Linked DNA regions of Zea mays: region 1 is linked to region 2. The links are chromatin contacts, called in public Hi-C maps. All regions are on one chromosome and are shown on one strand. The core of a region is the stretch at or near the end of the contact, and the rest is flanking DNA. Distances in the headings are between cores, read along the strand shown.

Region 1 (4,292 bases), core at 1,260-3,759, 400 kb before region 2:
ACCTGGTTTCTCATATTAGCAGGTAGCAGCAGCATAGCTCCTGTCAGCACAAGCTAACCATCAAGTCTTCAGAAAGCCCCCCCCCCCCCACACACACACTAGGACGCAGCGTACTCGTTCTCGATCACCGGCTGCGTCCGCGTCCCGGACGCCACGGGCGCCCGCGCCTGCGCCCGCCCGACGCGCGCCACCCGCAACGCCTCCCCGGCCTCCGCGTTCCGCTCCATGGCCTCAAGCTTCTTGTCCCTCCTGTACCGCACCAAGCACAGCATCAGCGCGCCCACCAGCCCCAAGGCGGCCGCACCTGCAACCACGCCCACGGCGACGGCGACCTTCCACGCCGCCGAGCCCGAGCCCCCCTTCTTCTCACCTCCCTCCTCCGTCGGTATCGGCGGGGCGATCGCGCCAGCCGGAGGCGGAGGCGGAGGCGGACCCGGGGCGCTCCCGCCGCTGGAGTTCACGACGATCGAGACGTGCCCCTGCTCGTACGTCGCGCACACGTTGTTGCCTCCCTCCTCCAGGTCCCGGAACCGCGGCACGCCGTCCAGCCCGAACACCACGCACCGCGCCGCGGCGCCGCCGCCGCCGCCGCCGTTGAAGGCCACGGAGATGGGGCGCCCCGACGCGGCGACGAGGCCGAGCTCCGGCAGCCCCCCGGCGGCGGCGGCGGCGGCCGACAGGTTGGCCGCGTCGTAGGCCAGCAGCCCCACCACCGGCGCCACGTAGGCGTACCCGGCGGGCAGCGGGTAGTAGCGGTCCGACAGGTTGCCGAGGTCGTGGTACACGAGCACCACCCGCTCGACGCGCGGCCGCGTGGCGACGCCGGGCGGGACCGCGAAGTTGAAGTACCCCCCCGCGACGCCCTTCCGCCGCAGGCTGCCGCTGCGCAGGCGCAGCGCGGACGCCGCCACGCCCGCGAGGCTGGATGGGATGGTGGCGTTGTAGATAATGCCCGTGCGCGGCCGCGCCGCCAGCGCCCGGAACGCGTACTCCTGCAGCGCCGCGTCCAGCGCCCTGGCGCTGCCGGGCGGCGCCGCCGGCTGCGCTGACGCTGGTGAGGAGGTGAAGGCGAGGAGGAGGAGGAGCAGCAGTTGGAGGAGGCAGACGCGGCAGATCAAGAAGCCCATGTCGGCGGGTGGGGTGCGGGGCGGAGCAGAGCAGAGGCCGGAGCTTGGCAGGTGGAGTCAGGACGCCCTCCGCATCTGGAATTGGCCGTTGGTAGGATGGGCACGCGTGCGAGAACCTTCCCCTGCTCCTAATTGGTGGGAAACAAGGACGGGGTTTGGGGGCGGAGAAGGCTGTCTGGGATCCTCTGCACGGGCGGGCATTTACGCCGCCCCGCTCGGCACGGTCCAAAGCAGCAGGCGGCTTCGAGCGGGAGGGGGGCAAAATGAGGGCGGCAATGGCGATGGAAGCGAGGAGGGGACAGGTGGAGCGGGAGTCCGGACAGGACCGAGTCCTACGAGGAGTGGCAGGCAGGGCGGGGGCGAGGACGACGCCCGGCAACAAATCGGGCCGCCGACCTGGACAGAAACGATGCGGAGATTGGGAGGAGGCGAGCGAGCGCTGCTCTCAGTCTTGCGGAATCCGGGCGGTGGGAGGGAGAAGGTGGACGCTACAGGGATTCGGGACGGGGCGCAGAACCGCAGAAGTAATGCGCCCCCCACGAATGGAATGACGGCGACGGTGGAGGGGAGGAGAGTGAAGGGAGTGGGGCTGTGGGGGGGACTGAACAGTGAAGACGACGGCGTCGACGAGGGTTTGGGGATTGGAGAATACCGAGGGGGGTCGTTTGTCAGTGTGTGTGTGTGGGTGGGTGGAGGCACGCCGTTTGCCGCTTTGTCATCTCACGGGGGCACGGGCCTTTTCGTAACGTTTGGATTCTTCGGAGGGGCCCTTTTGCATGTGAAGCTTCTCTGAACGCTGGATGGCATGTGGGCCCCCCCGTGCGCTTGCCGCCGCCTCCTCCAGCGCTGCAACGTCCAGGCAGCTAGCTACACACACCTTTGCTCTAGTAGAGTACTGATCATGCCTTGGTACGAGCAGCAGCAGCAGCTGGAACACTGGATGGCATGTGGGCCCGTGTGCTTGCCGCCTCCTCCAGCCGCTGCAGCTCCAACGTCTAGGCTTACTGAAGGACTTGATGCGACACGGCTCGGAAGAAGAGAGCGTCTCTTTCGCTGGAAAGTGGGACCACACGGATGTGTCCCCGCTGGACAGTGAAAGCTCTCGTGAGTCATGAGTACTTTCAGGGCTGTCTTTACTAACGTATATATATGGATTTCGTACTTTTGGGACTGGACAGGACTAATAACAACGGTCTCTATCCTCGTGTCATTTATTAACAACTTTTTATTACATCAGCTACAAAAATTAGTCTACCAAAGTAACCTCCCGTTTGGATTCGCATAGGAAAACAATTATTTATAGCGAAATAGAATTAGGGCCTGTTTGAGAGGGCTCCTAAACTGGCTCTCGCTTTTTGAGTAGCCCTACCAAACGGTCTCAAAAAATAGCTCCGGACAAAGAGCACCGTGGCTCCGGCTCTTCGAGGAGCCCTCCCAAACGGTCTCAAAAAATAGCTCCGGACAAAGAGCACCGAGGAGCTAGAGCCATTTTACAGAGAGAAGCCGGAGCAAAAAAATTGGCTCTTAGCGACTCCCCCTCTCACTCCCCTCCTCTCATGTCAAAAGAAGCCGTTTTGCCAAACGATTTGTTAAAAAACACTGGCTCCTATAGAGAAGCTGGTTTGAAGAGAAGCTAGAGCCGAAATCATTTTTACAGGTGCCAGAGCCGTGCAAAACGGGGCCTTAATTGTAAGGCTACGAACATAACTAAGGACCTGTTTGGGAGGGCTCTCGTTCCGCCTCTTGGAGGAGCCCTCCCAAACGGTCTAAAAAAAAGAGCTCCCAACAAAGAGCACCGAGGAGCCGAAACCATTTTTTATAGAGAGGAGCCGGAGCCCTTCTCTCGCGTCAAGAGGAATCGTTTTGCCAAACGATTTGTTAAAAAACATCGGCCCCTATAAAGGAGTTGTTCTTGAAGATAAGACAGAGACGGAGTCATTTTTAGAGGAGTCGGAGTCGTGCCAAACGGGATCTAAGTCTACTTTCCACCCAGAAGCATTGTGCTATTTGTTGATTGACTTAGGGCTTGTTTGGAAGGGCTCCCAAACCGACTCTGGCTCTTGTAGGAGCCTAGTCAAACGGTTTCAAAAAAGAGCTCCCAATAAAAAGCATCGATGAGCTGGAGCCATTTTTATACAGAGGAGTCGAGCAAAAAAAAGGCTCCTAGCGGGCTTCTTCTCACACTCTCCTTCTCTTGTATTAAGAGGAGCCGTTTTACCAAACGACTTGTTAAAAAAACTAACTCCTATAAAGAAGCTGTTTTTGAAGAGAAGCCAGAGCCGGAGTCAGTTTTAGAGAAGCCGGAGCCCTGCCAAACGAGGCCTTATTAAGACCACCATCCATGGTTGTTGTTGTAAGATCAGTCCAGCATGGTTGTTGTTTTTTTTTCTTCTGATTTTGCTGTAGAGTGAAGGTAGTAGCTTGTGCGCAGCATCAGTACTCCCTTTTCATCATGACGCGATGATGTTTTGGCCGTGACATACGCAACATAGTTTGCCACTTATTACTACTTCATATGGGCTTTGATTAAAGACTTTCTTCATAGCGTGTGGGTTGCGCGTATAGTGGTCAAAGGATGAAAAGGCAGCACTAGCTACATCTAGCTACAAGAAATGATGGACAGCGACAGTGAATGAGAACCATACACTGGTTTGTGATAATATATCTGAAACAATTAATGACCCTCTTTGTGTGCCCATCGGTTTGGGCATGGTATATGGCTGTGCTCAGGGTAAGAGGCTGACCATGTACAGCTGAAACACTGAGAAAGATTGTGTGTCTCTACCAGCCAAAGCAGAGTTGGGAACACCATGTAATTTGACGATGTTGTCCATGGCAACTTGAGCAACAGTAGAGGTACCTATGGGTGCTTGATAGGAAAGAAGTGAGCAAATCTGCAGAGTTTGGGCATGTTTTTCTCCTAGGGCTTTGCTAAGGTAAGCAATGGGTTGACAAGCATCTGTCTCCACAGTGAAAGTGTCCCGGAAATTTGGTAAAGCCAAGGCTAGAGTTCTGGTCATTGCAGCTTTGGATTTCTGAATCTTCTGAATGAGTCACCCGATTGAGGTCATGGCACTTATGTGCCATTACATGTACTGGCCGATTAGCCCCACAATGGAAAAAGGTGAGATCTTCTCTTATGAGTTAAAAATTAATGTCATACCG
Region 2 (4,669 bases), core at 954-3,453:
CTGAACGAACCATGGATTGAACTTCATTCAAATAAACCTTGTTTAGGGTCGAGAAGCGGACCTTGGACGATGACATCCTCCAGCTGGACGGCATTGCCATTGCCACTGCCCTTGCCGCCCTCGCCTTGCCCCACGACGGTCGTGGCGGGGGAGGAGCCGAGGTGGTGGCCCCTGATCTTGAGGTCGAGGAGATGCAGCCCCATGAAGCGGCGGCCCTCCAGCTCGATGGCCTGCTGCTGCTCTTCGAGCTTCCTCCTCAGGAACGCCTCGTGGTTGGCGATGTTCCCGTACATCATCCTTGGTCCTATACCAGTTGCCAAACAACAAACCAGCTTGTTAATCTGCATCAATGGCAGATTGAGCAGAAGAAATGCTGCAAGGAAAGAGAAGAATGGAATGAATGCATACATGCAAGCAGTGCAATGCAACGCAACACAGAGAGTGGAGCGGTTACTACTCACCGATCTGTGGCTGCTGCAGATCGAAGGGGTCCCTGGAATCCAGCAATCCGGTGGGCGACGTGCAGCCGGCGAAGTCGCCGAGGTGCGGGTGCTGCAGCTTCCTGCAACAAAACAAAGAAAAAAAAAGAGGGAGACGATGTTTCCGTTTACTACGAGAGCACAAGAAACTGTCGAAACGGAGCGATGTAAAGAGAGAAGCGGACGAGGCGACGGACCTGAACCTGTCGGGGACCTTGCCCTTCTCCTTGTAGGGCTTCACGAGCACGCGCGCGTCGCACACGAAGTGCGGGTTGCCCTTGCACAGGATGATCCTCACCGTCTCGGCGTAGACGAAGCTGACGAAGCCGAACATGCGCTTCTGCTGGTACGGGATGCGCACGTCCTGCACCGGCCCGTACATGCTGCCAAAGGAGGGAGACGGACGGGGCGCGTCGCGGTCGATGGATCAATAATCACTCGGTTCGGTTCCTTCCGTTCGCCCGTTATTGGACTGGAATGGAACGGAACGGACTGGACTACCAGGAGAGAGAGAGAGAGGGGGAGGAGAGACAGTTGTCGAAACAAAAACAGGACCCCCAATAATGGCGGCGCGCCCAGTACCTGAAGTAGTTGGAGACGTCGTCCTCGCCGAAGGTGGAGTCGGCCGGGAAGGTCAGGTAGATCTGCCGCGCGGCGGGGCTGGAGACGAGCTCGCCGCGGTCCATCCTGCCGGGCGACCGCAGAGGGAACCTGCTACTGTGCATGTCGTCGCCGCCGCCGCCCTGGAGCAGCATGGCGGCCCCCGCCCTGGAGAAGCGACGGAGCGAGAGACTACTCGGTCAGCAAGGCCGGCACGAGAGACTGGAACGAAAATGCAGGCTTTGGTGGCGACGACGGGCTGAAAAAACGTCACCTTTGGGGCTCGCTTTGCTGCTGGTAGTGGTGGTGGAGCAGGAGGTTGAGGTTGGCGCCCTTGGGCGGCGACGGCGACGGCGAGAACGGGAACGCGGACGCCATGAGCTGCTGCTGCTGCTGCGGGCGCGCGGCGGCGGCGGCGAGGGCCTTGGCGCGCATGACGGCCATCTCGCGCTCCGCGGCGTCGGGGGCGGGCTCGGGCAGGCCGTGGAGGAAGCGGCAGGCAGAGCCGTTCTTGCAGAACCCGCGCGCGAAGTACATGCAGGGCCGCCACGCGCCGGGGCCGGCGGCGGCGGCGGCGAGCTCGGCGTCGCTAAGCGAGAAGCTGCGGCGGTGGGCGGTGGCGCCGGCCGGGGACCAGCAGTCGTAGTCGTCGGAGAAGAATGTGTCGGCGTCGGCGCCGTCGTAGTCGTACCCGAGCGCGTGGTCGGCGGCGAAGGGGGCCTGCTGGTGGTCGGAGGGCGGCGCCCAGGGCGAGGCGGGCTGGTGGAGCGGGCCGGGCACGGGCGAGGGCGGGGACGCGGGCTTGGCGGCGAGGTCGGCGCGCGCTGCGGCGGCGAAGGCGTGGAGGATGTGGTCGGGGCCGAAGGCGAGGCGGATGAGCTCCTTGTCGCTGTTGTCCTGGATGAGCAGCAGGCCCATGATCTTGGACGCGTTGTCCGGGTCCAGCGCCCGCACCCGGTCGAACACCGCCTTGGTGGCCTCCCAGGCGTCCATGGCGTCGCGGCGGGAGCGGGAGCGTGCGACCCCTTCTTTTATCAGGGGTGGTGTGGTGGGTTTCCTTCTCCCTTGGTTCTTCTTGCTGAGAGCAGCACGGAACGGGAGGAGTGGGGGACGGGACGGGACGGCTACCCCTGCCTGAGAAACTGTGGAGTGAGGGAAGGTGAAAAGCGAGAGGAGAGGTGTGGGGACACGGTTGGATTAGAAGAAAAAAAGCACCGTACGTGTGGTGAATTAAATAGAGAGGGGTGGATTTGAATTCCGGTTGTTTTGGCTTTCCTTGCGTACCAAGGAGTCCAGAACCAAGAATCGACCATTTTTTTTTGCATTTTAGCTCTTTTGAGTTTTTTTTGCATAATTATGTTCTTTACAGTTTTATTTCAAAAAATGAATCTCAAACTCGACGTCATCATCATTGGCGCCGAGCTAACGCACAGCGACGCTAGTACCATTGGCGCCTACTGATGCTCGAGGGTGGATGAGTGGGCCGATGAGTGGGTGAGTGATCACGAGGCATTCTCTTCCATAATGCAAGTAGATTGAGTGTATCTTATTAGTCCTCTTATTTGTGCAATGATAAAAAGGGTATTTTGATGAACAGTGTTGTAATTAGATTTTTGGCGAACTAGAAACTAGGGCAAGAACAACATAGGTAGTGTTTTAGCTTGTTCAAGTTTGGTTAAGTATCGCTGATGTTTGCATATATAGCTTGGCTTTTAAACAATCTACATCCCTTTGTCTGCATGGTGTTTGTTGGCATATGTGACATGTATATATTACGTAGACTAGCTATATCTTTTTTTTTCCTGAACAGTGTAATAATTAGATGGCTGGTGAACTTACATAGTATCATACGCATTAAATATATGCCACATAAACATGTTTGATGATGTGGCAAGATAGTTAAGATGAAAGACAACAAAGCTGTATCTCGAAGGAAGGATATACTACTTGGGCACGATATTATTTTTATTGAAACTTTAACCATCCAAACGCCCCCACATATCATATTCTCACGTGTACTAGTGTTTAATATTCTGTCAGCATCACCCAAGGATGGATCAAGGACAGTCAAGTCACTGCTAGCTCCGAGGCCAAGTGAGGGCTCCGTTTGTTGCCGCGTATTATGAGAGTCTCCGTCACACATGTACGTAATCGCTAGAAAATCTAGCGAGAGCTTGATTATTGTGGATAGTCTTTTTGTAGCGCATTATCCAAGATGTGAAATCAGCGATGATGTTTGATTCGGCACGTGAAATTCTAGCAGCTGCTGGATTTTAATTGTCCCACTAAACAAACGTGCTCCTAGTACGTAGGTGTTCAGGGGGCATGTACAATATTTAATATAAAGTCTCTCGAGAGTTTTATAAGGGCGAAGTGAAGGGAAAAAAATGTAAGTGACAGGCTCCTCGCAAAGAGTCTATCTTTTTACGGCTGTCCATACGTATTATCTCTGTGTTGTTATTTACGATCCAGAATGTTAGAATTCTGGTACGACATAGCGGCAGGTAGGCGCTCTGTGTGTTGCACTTGCTTTCGATTTCACTACTCTCAGTTGGGGGCTGGCTCGCAAGCAAGGGCGTATTTGGACCTGGGGCAACCGCCTGAGGTGCAGCCTAAAAGTCCTCTTGTATATAAGTTTTTTCCAGTCAAAAAGTCTAGCCCAAAAGTCCTGCATTGGCGTCGTACCTCCCTGGCCAATGGGTGGCGAGCGCTGTGCTGAGTGCTGCTGCCATGTGCCCGTGATTCTCCCCTGTTATGAGAAATTATTCCTGAATGTATGGTTCTCTTTCTCTATGTGCCATAGTTCCACTGAATTGTTTTAAAATGTTACTATCCGTTCTTAAATATTTATCGTTCGATTAGTTAATTTTTTAAATAAAGCACCAAAAACTTAAAAATATGAAGTAATGCATCATTATTATATTTATTTATAGATTGTCCTGAGCATTCATTTTACGGACCTCCGCCACTGCTAGTGCTAGCAAGCAAGGAGACGACGAAGTCGCCTTGTCCGTCATGCTGCCTCGATGGCCTCCATGTTCATGGCGTGCAGCTGCTCCGTTCGCTCGCTCACGCACAGACACAGTCACAGGCTGACGACGGGAACTATACAGACACACACAGCTAGCTAGTGACAGGGCTGATGAGCTCACAAGAAACGGCACTCGCGCGCGTCACGGCCGGCCGGTCCGCACAGCTAGCTAGCTAGACATCCGTTAGCTTTACTTCGTCGTCAGCATGCATGCTCATGTTCATCGCAAACCTGGAGTCCCTTGGATGTTCGATGGCTCCAAATCGCAGCCAGCAGCAACGGCCGTCCCTAGGCAGTGCAGGTGAGGGAGATATACAGGAAAGGAGACGAGAGACCAGTGCGCACGCACCACACACGTTGCCTCGCCTTCTCCTGCGCAAGGATCTTCTGAATCTAATCCAATCCAATCCCACCCCAACCAAAAAATCTCCACCTCTCTGTGGATCCATCGACGGTGGATCGGAGCACCGTACCGTCGTGCGTGGTGGTCCTGTCCTGATACATGTTCCTGCGTGCACCGCCCATCGTCGTCGAGTACTAGTAGAATACTAGAGAGAAA

The links. Hi-C and Micro-C count contacts between places; a contact is called where the count stands out from the background.
Region 1: a Hi-C map of endosperm shows a contact between it and region 2, with 4 times the contacts expected there. The contact joins the promoter of LOC103640699 here to the promoter of LOC100383572 in region 2. A contact is called at or near these places in 2 of 25 Hi-C or Micro-C datasets (endosperm and tassel).

The regions. Positions count from the first base shown.
Region 1 is chr10:2,715,347-2,719,638 of Zm-B73-REFERENCE-NAM-5.0, reverse strand. It overlaps LOC103640699, which reads right to left and starts at 2,509. Exons shown (of 1, transcript XM_020545637.3): 1 at 1-2,509. The coding sequence starts at 1,127. The coding sequence ends at 99. It overlaps LOC100274681, which reads right to left. Exons shown (of 8, transcript XM_035963291.1): 8 at 4,248-4,292.
Region 2 is chr10:2,310,575-2,315,243 of Zm-B73-REFERENCE-NAM-5.0, reverse strand. LOC100383572 reads right to left here and starts at 2,203. Exons shown (of 9, transcript NM_001176220.1): 1 at 1,354-2,203; 2 at 1,062-1,247; 3 at 677-862; 4 at 462-562; 5 at 62-304. The coding sequence starts at 2,072.